Regions from separate parts of the Sus scrofa genome. Here regions 1, 3 and 4 are each linked to region 2. Evidence: chromatin contacts called from public HiChIP or PLAC-seq data. All regions are on one chromosome and are shown on one strand. Each heading gives the region's core, a stretch centred on a gene start, on an enhancer-like site or on the middle of the called end of the contact. The rest is flanking DNA. Distances are from core to core; before and after follow the strand shown.

Evidence for each region. HiChIP or PLAC-seq counts read pairs in DNA pulled down with a chosen protein or histone mark.
Region 1: an H3K27ac HiChIP or PLAC-seq map of alveolar macrophages shows a contact between it and region 2. The contact joins two enhancer-like sites. A contact is called at or near these places in 4 of 47 Hi-C or Micro-C datasets (alveolar macrophages, embryonic fibroblasts and retroperitoneal adipose tissue) and 2 of 2 datasets of contacts at active chromatin or transcription factors (alveolar macrophages and skeletal muscle).
Region 3: a contact with region 2 is called in an H3K27ac HiChIP or PLAC-seq map of alveolar macrophages. The contact joins two enhancer-like sites. A contact is called at or near these places in 1 of 47 Hi-C or Micro-C datasets (epiblast stem cells) and 1 of 2 datasets of contacts at active chromatin or transcription factors (alveolar macrophages).
Region 4: an H3K27ac HiChIP or PLAC-seq map of alveolar macrophages shows a contact between it and region 2. The contact joins two enhancer-like sites. A contact is called at or near these places in 2 of 47 Hi-C or Micro-C datasets (blood and embryonic fibroblasts) and 1 of 2 datasets of contacts at active chromatin or transcription factors (alveolar macrophages).

What each region holds. Positions count from the first base shown.
Region 1 is chr14:30,015,207-30,018,034 of Sscrofa11.1, forward strand. All of the region lies in intron 1 of HIP1R (huntingtin-interacting protein 1-related protein), which reads right to left. Among named protein-coding and RNA genes, the nearest start is that of HIP1R, 7.7 kb to the right of the region's middle. Within about 2 kb of position 1,390, at least 38 of the 83 cell types and tissues checked have an H3K27ac peak or open chromatin away from gene starts, as enhancers often do. A contact at or near this core is called in alveolar macrophages, embryonic fibroblasts and retroperitoneal adipose tissue, where this site is marked.
Region 2 is chr14:30,153,615-30,156,314 of Sscrofa11.1, forward strand. It overlaps KNTC1 (kinetochore-associated protein 1), which reads right to left. Exons shown (of 65, transcript XR_002338925.1): 64 at 2,190-2,279; 65 at 1,304-2,043. Among named protein-coding and RNA genes, the nearest start is that of HCAR2, 38 kb to the left of the region's middle. Within about 2 kb of position 1,432, at least 21 of the 83 cell types and tissues checked have an H3K27ac peak or open chromatin away from gene starts, as enhancers often do. A contact at or near this core is called in alveolar macrophages, embryonic fibroblasts and retroperitoneal adipose tissue, where this site is marked.
Region 3 is chr14:29,932,988-29,935,687 of Sscrofa11.1, forward strand. It overlaps ABCB9 (ATP-binding cassette sub-family B member 9), which reads left to right. Exons shown (of 14, transcript XM_021074072.1): 14 at 1,369-2,584. The coding sequence ends at 1,629. Among named protein-coding and RNA genes, the nearest start is that of VPS37B, 29 kb to the right of the region's middle. Within about 2 kb of position 1,329, at least 26 of the 83 cell types and tissues checked have an H3K27ac peak or open chromatin away from gene starts, as enhancers often do. A contact at or near this core is called in alveolar macrophages, where this site is marked.
Region 4 is chr14:29,986,879-29,989,754 of Sscrofa11.1, forward strand. VPS37B (VPS37B, ESCRT-I subunit) reads left to right here. Exons shown (of 4, transcript NM_001243371.1): 2 at 2,277-2,448. Among named protein-coding and RNA genes, the nearest start is that of VPS37B, 25 kb to the left of the region's middle. Within about 2 kb of position 1,418, at least 31 of the 83 cell types and tissues checked have an H3K27ac peak or open chromatin away from gene starts, as enhancers often do. A contact at or near this core is called in alveolar macrophages, where this site is marked.

The DNA of each region.
Region 1 (2,828 bases), core at 140-2,639, 140 kb before region 2:
AACCCAACTAATATCCATGAGGATGCAGGTTCGATCCCTAGCCTCACTCAGTGGGTTAAGATCTGGTGTTGCCATAAGCTGCAGCTCGGATCTGGCATTGCTGTGGCTGTGGTGTAGCTCTGATATGACCCCTAGCCTGGGAACTTCCACATGCCACAGATGTGGCCGTAAAAAAAAAAAAAAAAAGAAAGGAAAAAATTAATTACATTAAAAAACCCTCAGGGAGTTCCCACTGTGGCACCATGGGTTAAGAATCCAACTGCAGTGGCTCAGGTCCCTGTGGAGCTGCAGGTTCGATCTCCAGCCCAGTGCAGTGCATTAAAGGATCGGTGTTGCTGTTGCTGTGGCGTAGGTTGCAGCTACAGCTCAGATTCGATTCCTGGCCTAGGAACTTCCATGTGCCATGGGTGAGGCCATTTAAAAAAAAAAAAAAGACCCTTGGAACATCTTTCTCTGTTCCAGCCACACTGTCTCCCCTTCTGTCCCTCAAACAGGGCAAGCCAGGTCCCACCTCCAGGCCTGGTTGTGCTTCTGGGGCCACCCAGCTCTGAGCTAAAACGGCCCTCCCAGGCAGCCTTCCCCAGCCACACACGAGAGCATCCTCCTGGTTATTTTCACCCAGGACACTTATTCTCTGAAACCATCTTATTTGTTTACCATGTATTCTGTTTCTACCTCCGACACCTGAGCAGAAGTACTTGACACAAGGAATCCTGTTGGTTTTAGCCCCTCCCTGCTGTACCTCCCATCCCCAAATCCGCGCCTGGTGGCCAATAATCTTTACTGGATGAGTAAAAGAGTGAACACTTGAATGAACAAAAGCACTTTCAAACAGAAGTCCTGGTTAAATGCAAGGCAGTGAGTGACTCTTTCTCCAGCTAATAATTTAGCCACTAGAGTTAAATAGTAAACGCAACTATAAAACAAATTCTATTTTTAAAATCAACCCTGAAATGAATCATACCTCAACCTCCCTGTACTGTTATCACGACACTTAAAGGCGGCACTTGGCAGGGACAAAGACATCCTTCAGAGAGCCAGGGCACAGAGACTGGCAGAGAGGTGGGTTATCCTGCTTTAGGGTTTCCCAAGAGTTGTTTGGAGGACAGAAAGATGTCATTCAAATGCTTTGTCGCCTCAAAGGCCACTAATGAAAGCAAACACAGGATTTCTAAAGCCGAGAAGGTGGCTGGATGTGGTCATGTGCAAAGCGGTAGGGAGCCCTGGGCCAGAAGTCTGCAGCAAGGTTGTTTCAACAGACGGGAAGTCTGTGGAGCAATGCCATCCTGCCGACTGAACTCCTCCCTTCATTCACGCCCCCTGGTCCCCACACTGTCTGTTTACGCAAGTGGAGGCAGGGCTGCTGTGGCCGCCTTCTCTGCAGGAGGGCGTGAGCTCCAGGCAGGATCCGCCCACTCACCAGGATGCAGTTTGCAAAGGGCACTACCACCTCTCCCCTGGCCCTGCAGGCGACACGTGTGAGGAGGAGGTAGATGTGGCTGGAGTCCCACCTCCAGGATGGCCAGGAAGCCAGCCCAGGCAGCTTCCTTCCCTGGGCCCTGGTGACATCACTTCACAGACCTGTCTGTCCCTCAAGCCAGGGGGCTGAGTCACTCCCTGGTGGAAGAACCTATTGCAGTTTAGGGAATTGTGTTTATTTCAGCAAGAGGAAAAACAATCCCACGTCCACTGAACTTTTCTCCAAGGGCTCAATCTCTCCCCACAGCGGGTGCCACAGCCTTTCAGGCCTCACCGAGAGGCCACATCAAAGAAGGGAGACCCACAGGTCCTGGTGGCACCCATTCATTCAGCGCACACAGGCTGAGCGTGTCCCCTGAGCCAGGCACTCCTGGGTGCTAGGGCACAAGAGGAGTCAACACAGTCCCTGCCTGAGGATCTGGGGGTTCAGGAGTTGTGCTTAGGGGCTCAGAGGAGACAAGGGAATTCTCTCTCTGTGAAGCAGATCTAAACACGGTGTGGCTGCAGTGTTTGGGAAGAATAATATCGCGAGAACTAGGGAAGCCCAGGAAAGCTTGAGCAGGAGAGCAAACAAGGTGATACTTGAGTCCACCCTGGGATCAGGTGGAGCAGGGGGAAGGGTATCGCTGACAGCAGACCGGCTGGCAGAGTCTCTTCAGGCGGGCCTCTCAGGTTAGCTGGCTGGGTTTCCCTGTCCCTCAGCCAAGCAGGCCGAGGCTCAACCCCAGTTTCCACTTCGAGCTGCTGGACTCGGTGCCCAGGAGGGTTTCATTCACAAATGGGGCGCTGGCCTGGGGGCAAGGTCAGGAGGGTGGCCGTTCTGCCAAGGAAGTCACAGCTGGCTTCCCCTGACCTCTCTGGGGTCCCCAACACACACACACTGCCGAGTATCTCTCAGAGGATGGCATCACCTGGGGGCAGGACCTGCTGTCCTGGAAGGGGGGGCACCACAGGACCACTCCTCCAGGATGGGCTGTTCTCCGCCTTCCCGAGTCGGCCCACCCCCTGCGGCGGATCTGCTCCTCTCCCAGCAGCCCTGGCTCCCACCCTCCTCACTTACAGGCTGGTGCGCAGGGACAGAACCCATGAAGGCACTAGCTCGACTCCTTCAGTCCAGCCTGCTTTCCTGTGCACAGTTAGCTGCTACTCAATGCAGCATTTACTCTGCACCAGGTACCGTGATGTCCTGTAAAGCCTCGTAGCCACCCCAGGGCTCTATGGGGTACTAGGATTATCTCCATTTGGCAGATAAGCAGACTGAGGCACATAGTCTGGCTCTTTACAGCTCTGCCACAGCATACCTGCCCATCTCCCGCCTCCTTCGCTGAAATGAGGATCCTTGGAAGGGG
Region 2 (2,700 bases), core at 182-2,681:
TTCTGCATGCCATAGGTGTGGCCAAAAAAAATAATAAAAATATAATAAAAAGTCAACAAAAAGGATCCTGGCCACTTATGTATTTGAACTTTTTAAGATTTTTATTTTCTATTATAGTTGACTTACAATGCTGTCAATTTCTGCTGTACAACAAAGTGACCCAGTCATACATACATATATATATATATACACGCATTCTTTTTCTCACATTATCCTCCATCATATTCCATTACAAGTGACTAGATATAGTTCTCTGTGCTATACAGCAGAATATATTTGAACTTAAATCCAAATATATTTATATTACAAAAAAATCACTTCTTTGGCTTATCAAAAACTCGTTACCTGTCAGAATTTGTATGCGTGTTAATCTTCCCATTTATTTGATCTACTTCCAATTTAAAATTATTTTATTAAGGTAAATTGACATAACATCAATTTCAAGTATACAACACAGGGGTTTGATATTTGTACATACTAGGAAATGATCGTCACAATAAATCTAGTTAACATCCAGAACTTTATACTGAATAATGAAACCAGGGTTAAGGCTGGGAAAGAACTCCTTTTAGCCCGGCTTGAGTGCAGGAAGCTCAAAATTTCATTTTCATTTGCTGCGTTCTAGTGCCACCACTTGACCCTTTCGTTCTTTGCACATTCATGCCCAAGAATACTGTCACAGACTCTACTTATCATCTCAGCCTTATAATTAGTTTTCTTAAGGTGCACATAGACATTGATGAAACACAAATGTAAATGCTGAGACACTATTTTCACCTATCAAAGTAGCAACAAGTTTTAAAAAGTATCCTTGGGGAGGATAGGGAAAGTAAAACAGACAAGGGTTTCTGGTAGGAACTGGCTTCTGTGAAGAAGACCTTTAGAAATGCATGCAGTTTGGCCATTTTCGCTTTGTCTTTAAAAGGTCCTTCATTTCCTTTGAACCAGTAAATCTGTTATTAGGAATGTATCTTAAGGACATAACTCCAATACAGAAAAAGCTTTGTGAAAGATATTGGTGCAAATGTCCAGAAGAGTAAGTGGATGACCATTTAAATCTCCTACAAGTAAGAGGTTTACAAATAAGGGGATTAAGGCTTTGAAATGTTATGTAACTTGCCCAGGAGCACACAGTTAGTAGGCGAGAGAGTCAGAGGTCAAACCCAGACTGGTTTTAGTCCCAAACCCATGTTACTGAATCATATTACATTAAGTTTTCTATACACTGAGAAATACTAAAAATAGTATTTCTATATATTGAGAAATACTATTTTTCTCAACAGGCAAAACAAAGGCAAGTGAATTCTAGCAGAATCAAATTGAGTTTATTCACAAATAGAACAAAAAACTGCGAAGGGAGAGAGAGGTGTGACGAGCAATTCTGTGAGTGGGGCATCAGCGCCGCCTTCCAGCTCCATGCTGCCCCTGCAGGCCAGCCTCTGCCCTACTGGAGGCTTCCGGCCTGCAGACAGCCTCCTCCAGACTCCCTGCCAGATGGCTTCTGTTCAGTCCTGTCATTTCTTGGCACTGACGCCAATTAGAGAACTAGAAGGTGGGAGAAAGCAAAATGCTGCTTCTCTTACCTTTCAGAGATGGCTTAGCAGCCGGCAGCATGACTCGGCAGCTTTGGGGCCGAGGCTCAGCCACCTGAACAGCAGTTCCCCGTAATGCCCCAGCTCAGAGGCAAGGCAGCTTCTGATGTTCTGGGAACAGCCCCTTCCCTTTAGCTTCTCCAGCACTACCCTCCAATCTCCCCTTTGCCTTTCAGTCCTTTTGACACCTTTGTAATCAATTCCTGACCCTCAATCCTTCTCTGCTTGAACTACCTAGGGTGGCTGCCATATTTCTGGCTGGTCACTGACTGATACACTCTGCAGCTTAGATTATATACATATTTACCAGAACGATATTAAAAAGACTGATGTTTATATAGGTGGAAGAAACAAAATAGAAGTAGTTGCTTTTCTTACGGGGGAGGAGCAAAATACTTTCCTTCATAATGGAGTGCAAAAAACTGAGAGTTTCTTTAAGTCATATACGTAACTGGCAAAAAAAAAAAAAAAAAAGATTTATTAATTCAGGACATGAGTTCTTTATGCGACAAGTGTCTATTATTAAGCATCTTGGTTATTTCTTCTTGAAGGACATTTGACAATAGCTATAACACACACTGCACAATTTAAACCTACAATAAATATGGTCAGTTAATAGCAGAATCCAAACTTCTTATTCTTCTTGGAAAAAGGTTTGATGATCTACTATGATCCATTAAGAAACATCTAAATGAGAAGAAACACAGAAGCATTTTCATGAGTGTCAGTTTTTTAAATAGAAAGTGGTTTGATAAACTATAAAATTTAAGACTAAACTATATTACTAAAAATTATGTATAAAATTATTTGGCTTTTTAGACAGATATGCTTGAAGAAAATCATACATTTAAGGGCCATAAATTTGAACCAAGACTCTTTCTCCCCCTCTTTCTCTCTCTTTTTTTTTTGCTATGGATGAAGCATATGGAAGTTTCCAATATTCCCTCTTTTTGAAAAAAATTAATCTTATGCCTTTGAGCACTAGAGATCAGAAGTGACAAGTGAAGTTATTAATGGATGTTAACAAAATGGAGGCTTTTTTTTTTTTTGGCTCTTTAGGGCCACATCCATGGCATATGGAAATTCCCAGGCCAGGGGTTGAATTGGA
Region 3 (2,700 bases), core at 79-2,578, 220 kb before region 2:
CGCAGCAACAAAACCAGGGTCACCAGGTACCAATTGAGTTGAGACCAGAAAGGAAAGGACCCAGCCCTCGGGGTCTGGGTAAGAGCGTCCCAGGAAGAGGGGGCAGTGGGTGCAAAGAACAGGTCCACAGCCAAGCCTGCAAGTCAGCATGGCTGGTGGCTGGGGGTTGGGCAGAATGAGGCTTGAACAGAGTCACAGGGTGACACAAGCTCCTCAGGCCCTAAGGAATTTAGCTTTTTTTTTTTTTTCTTCCATTAATAGATTTTTTTCTTTTAGAGCAGATTTAGGTTTAAATTGAGCAGAAAGTACAGAGTTCTTGTATTCAGGGCCCCCCCTTCCCCCCCCCCCGCAAAAAGTGTCGCCTGTTACATCTTTTATTAGCAGTACATTTCTTCCAATTGACGCACTGGTATCAATGCATGATTCCTAACTCAAGGCCAGAGTTCACATCAGGGGTCACTGTGTTGAAAAAATGCAGAATGTCATATTATGTAGAATAATTTCATGGACCTAAAACTCCCCCAGGTATTTGGATTCTACCCTAAATGGGACAAGAACCTCTTGGAGGGCTTGGAGCAGGAATTCAACAAGACTTGATTAAAAAATTTAAATCCAGGAGTTCCCATTGTGGCTTGTTAAGGACCCAATGTTGTCTCTGTGAGGGTGCGGGTTTGATCCCAGACCTCTGGGTGGGTTAAGGATCCAGCATTACCTTAAGTGGCAGCATAGGCTGCAGATTCAGCTCGGATCTGGTATTGCCATGGCTGTGGCATAGGCTGACAGCTGCAGCTTTGATTCAGCCCCTGGCCTGGGAACTTCCATATGCTGCAGGTGCGGCTGTAAAATGAAAAAGAAAAACTTTAAATCCATGTGGAGAGTGGCTGGGAGTGGGGCAGGAAAGTTGCAAGCATTCAGGAAAGAAGGAGCAGTGGCAGAGGTGGAAAGATGCAACAGGACAAAGCACGTGGGAGATGGATCTGCAGGATTTGCTGCTGGGCTGGAATTGGGTGACCAGGGAAAAAAACTGAGGGTGATGCCTTGTTTTGTCGGCCTGAGCTTTGGGGCTTCCCATGAGACCATCAACCACGGCCAAGTTAGAGGAAGGAGCAGAAAGACCAGGGGACAACCCTATTTGGGGCCTCTCTGACAGTCATCGAGCGCTGCCCTGTGTCAGGCTTTGAACTCTGTCCCCTGTGGACAAATATCCAGGAAGCAAGTCCTCTGCAAGTCCTGGCTTTATAAATGAGGAAGTCCCAGAGAGGCTGAGCAACTGTAGGATGTGGTAGATCTGGGATCTGAGCCAGGACCCGGCGGGGTGGTGGGTGGCTGGGGCGGTGCCAGGGTGAGCTGGCCCCTCCTGTTTCCCAGATCCAGCAGGCCATCCACGGCAACCTGCAGAAGCACACAGTGCTCATCATCGCGCACCGGCTGAGCACAGTGGAGCGGGCGCACCTCATCGTGGTGCTGGACAAGGGCCGAGTCGTGCAGCAGGGCACCCACCAGCAGCTGCTGGCACAGGGCGGCCTCTACGCCAAGCTGGTGCAGCGGCAGATGCTGGGGCTCGAGCCCGCCTCAGACTACACAGCCGGCCACCAGGAAACGCCAGGCAATGGCAATCACAAGGCCTGACCATGGCCCCACCTCTCCCAGTGGGGCAGAGGCCCCAGTGCCCGCCTGGCAGATGGGCCCATGGTGGGGGAGGAGGGCCTCACCACCCCCACTGCCCTCTGAGCCCAGGCCCAAGGCACTGGAGGGCCACCTGCCCTGTCCCACATGTCACTGCTTCCTGCACCTTGCCCCCAGTTCCCACCCTGTTCCCCGGGCCACCACCAGCCCCCTGCTGCCGTGAGCCACCCCCTCCAGTCTTGGTGGTGGAGATACCGCTGTTTTCTCCATCTGGCTCCCAAGGCTGCTAAGCGAAGGTAGAGCTACCTTTTTAAACCAAGATCTTAACCAGATTTTTTACTGCTTGGTTTGATGGGCCCCAGTCATCTCCTAGATTTCAAAAACGTTTTTCTAATTGGGAGTAATGACTGGCAAGTTCACCAAGACATTCTAGAAACTTCTGAGCCGGGAGCGTATGACCCTTCCTCAGAGCCTGGGGGACATCAGGGGAGTATGCAGCCTCTACCCTTTGCCCCTGGAGAGAAGGGGCTCCCCATCCCAGGCGGGGGACTTCCTGTCTCTTGCTCTTCCCAGCTTCGTGAGTCAGGCCAAGGGTGGGCGGGAGTGGAAGGCTCCTGCCTGCCCAGATCTAAGCCAGTCTCACTGTGAACCACTACCAACCTTAACTGGGGGAGTGAGGGGCTGGCCAGGCCTGGCGAAGCCTCGGGGTGTCCCCAGCCCAGCACCCAGCTTGAGCCCCTCCCCCTGCCTTGCCCCTCCCTCCCCCCACCCCGGCTGGCGGCCCCTTCCCAACGATGACAGTCACCTCGACGCCCTTCGGATGTTTGGGAGACGCATTCTCTTCCCTGTCTGATGGACAGGATGCTGGCAAAGCCTAGGTCTGGCTTTGTGGGGGGAGGGGGGTGTTGCAAGATGTTGGGAGAACCGGTCAATAAAGTATACTACCTCTGACCCCTGACCTCTGACCTCTTCCTGGGCCTTCTGCTTCATCGCCTGGCTTGGTTTCTCCATCAGACCATCTCTGCTCTGGCCTGGCATCGTACAGTCATGGGAGACTTTGGGTGGTCCTGGGCC
Region 4 (2,876 bases), core at 168-2,667, 170 kb before region 2:
CTCCCCTCAACCATGATCTGTCCCCATATCTGTAGTTTGCGAATTTCAAGAATGTTGTATGCACAGAAGGATAGGATCTGTGACACTTTGGGTTGATTTTTTTTTTTCTTTTTAGGGCGCATCCATGGCACATGGAAGTTCCCAGGCTAGGGGTGGAATCAGAGCTATACAGCTGCTGGCCTGCACCACAGTCACAGCAATGCAGGCTCCAAGCTTCGTCTGCAACCTCTGCACCACAGCTCATGGCAACACCTGATCTTTAACCCACTGAGCAAGGCCAGGGATTGAACCTGCATCCTCATGGGTACTAGTTGTGTTCATTACTGCTGAACCACAATGGGAATTCCCTGATTTTTTTTTTTTCCCACTTACCCTAATTCCCTGGGTCTCCCTCCAAACTGCCATGCATCTCAGCAGCTCATCTTCCTTATTCCTGGACTGTGCTCTGAGGTGCGGAGGTAGCCCTCTCTTTAACTGCTCACCTGCTGAAGGACACCTGGGTTGATTACAGAGAGAGCAGTTCTGATCATTCATGTGTGGGTTTTTGTGTGAACATAAATTTTGATTTCTCTGGAATAAATGCCCATGCATATCATTTCTAGATGGTGTGGTAGATGCACATTCAGTTTTAAAAGAGATTGCCTGTGAAGTTCCTTTGTAGTGCAGCAGATTAAGAATCTGGCATTGAAAAAAAAAAAAAAAGAATCTGGCATTGTCACTGTAGCGGCTCTGGTCTCTTGCTTGTGGCAAGGGTTCGATCTCTGGCCTGGGAACTTCTGTATACCATGGGCATAGCCAAAAAAAGGAGATTGCCAAGCTGTTTTCCAGAGTACAATGGCTTCTTTCTGTTTCTTTGTTCTTTTTAATGGCTTAATCTAAGGAAAGAGTCTTCTGCAGGACCTGGGGATACAGCGCACTTGGAGGGCAAACTGCTGTGGGTGGGGGATTCAGGGGTGAGGGAAGCCCCCTTCCTTCCAAAGCCCTGCAGGACCAGGAACCCCACTTAAACTAGATCTTCCATGCCTCGTTGTCCTTGCTGGCTAAAAGCCGAAAGAGTTGAGTATTTCTACAGCACTGATTTTATAGTGTTGAGCTAGAGACTTAATTTTCTATTTTAATTTAAATTCCTCTTTAAACTGAGCCTCATCTTGAGGGCCCTGGCCCATCTTCCCAGTAGGAGATGCAGGTCATGCATCTGCCAAGGACGCCTCCCCCCCTGCTTGGTGCTCAGGGCCTCCTCTGGAGCCCGCTTCCAAGGGCTTTTTCTTTGTTCTCTAACGTGTGCGCGCACGCGCGTGCACGTGCACACTGGGAACTGTGCACAGGCACGAAAGGGTATGGCTAGGGGGGAGGGGTGCAGAACAGAGGCCACGAGGCCGGGAATCTGCAGTCAGACCAGCAAGAGGAAGGAAGTAGTGGTGAAAATAGCCCAGCTTGGGTGGGGTGTAGAAAATATTAAGGGAAGAATGAGATGACTGGTGTGGGGCTGAAGGCGAGCTTCTGAAAGAAACGGGGGCAGATGGGGGAGGGGAAGGAATCGAGTACTACTGAGACTTCAGATCCTGAAGGCAAGGTTGCCGAGGGCTGACTGTGGTGGAGGAGCCCATCCTGAGCAAGTGGAAAGGGAACTAGGCTGCCATGTGTTGGTGTTTTTGCTTTTCTGTTCCCATACGCTTTGGGTTATGTTTCCTAGGACTTGCTCACCTTTTCTCAGACCTCCCATTTCCCCCTTTCACTCCTGGGGTCCAGGCATCTCCCACAGGAGCCAGGGAGCTCAGACACAGAAGAGCCAGTGGTGGGCGTGGGGAGAGAATAGAACAGGGTCACTGAGCAGATTCCTTCCCAGAGTCTCAGTGTTTGATCTCGAAACCTGGTGAGTAAGCCTGAGTTGACACTACGCCAACTGGCCCTCCTCTGATAAAAAGTGGTTCTTTAACTTGTCTGGAGCAGCAGCGGCTTGTTATGGAAGAATCTAGCCCTATGTCTTTAGAGCTGTTCACTCCTGAGGGCACGGCAGCCGTGGTAAGGAATTCCTGTCACAGCCCAGCTGATGGGGCGAAAGCCTCGATAGGCAGCTCCTGGGACAGAGCCTGTCCTGCAGACACATTGGAGAGAAAGTGGCCTTGTTCTTTAAGAATGGGGAGCAGCATCCAAACTGTCCAGACTAGAAATCGGGACTGGAGTCGGGGTGGGGGCGGCTAGCTGCCCAGCCTACCCCAGGGGTGGGGCTCGGGGACTAACATGCCGGTTCTCATCACCCTGTATGGTCCTTGCAGACGCAGAACGTTCAGCTTAATAAAGAAATGACGCTGGCCAGCAACCGGAGCCTGGCGGAAGGCAACCTTCTGTACCAGCCCCAGCTGGACTCTCTGAAAGCACGTTTGACCCAAAAGTACCAGGAACTCCAGGTGCTCTTTGAAGCCTATCAGATAAAGAAGACCAAATTAGGTAACTCTTTTAAGGTGATCTTTCAGGAATAAAGAGTTGAGAGAAGGGCACATTTTCAAGCTCTTGTACTACCAGGAGAGAAATATTATTTGGGGGCAATTTCAGATTAAGACAGTGATTACTGCTGCAAAAAAATAATTTATATATAGAATTGTGTCACGAATTTTTTTTTTTTTTTTTTTTTGGTCTTTTTGCCTTTTCTAGGGCCGCCTCCGTGGCACATGGAGATTCCTAGGCTAGGAGTCCGATCGGAGCTGTAGCCACCAGCCTACGCCAGAGCCACAGCAATGTGGGATCTGAGCCGCGTCTGCAACCTACACCACAGCTCACGGCAAGGCCCAGATCCTCAACCCACTGAGCAAGGGCAGGGATCGAACCCACAACCTCATGGTTCCTAGTCGGATTTGTCAACCACTGTGCCACGACGG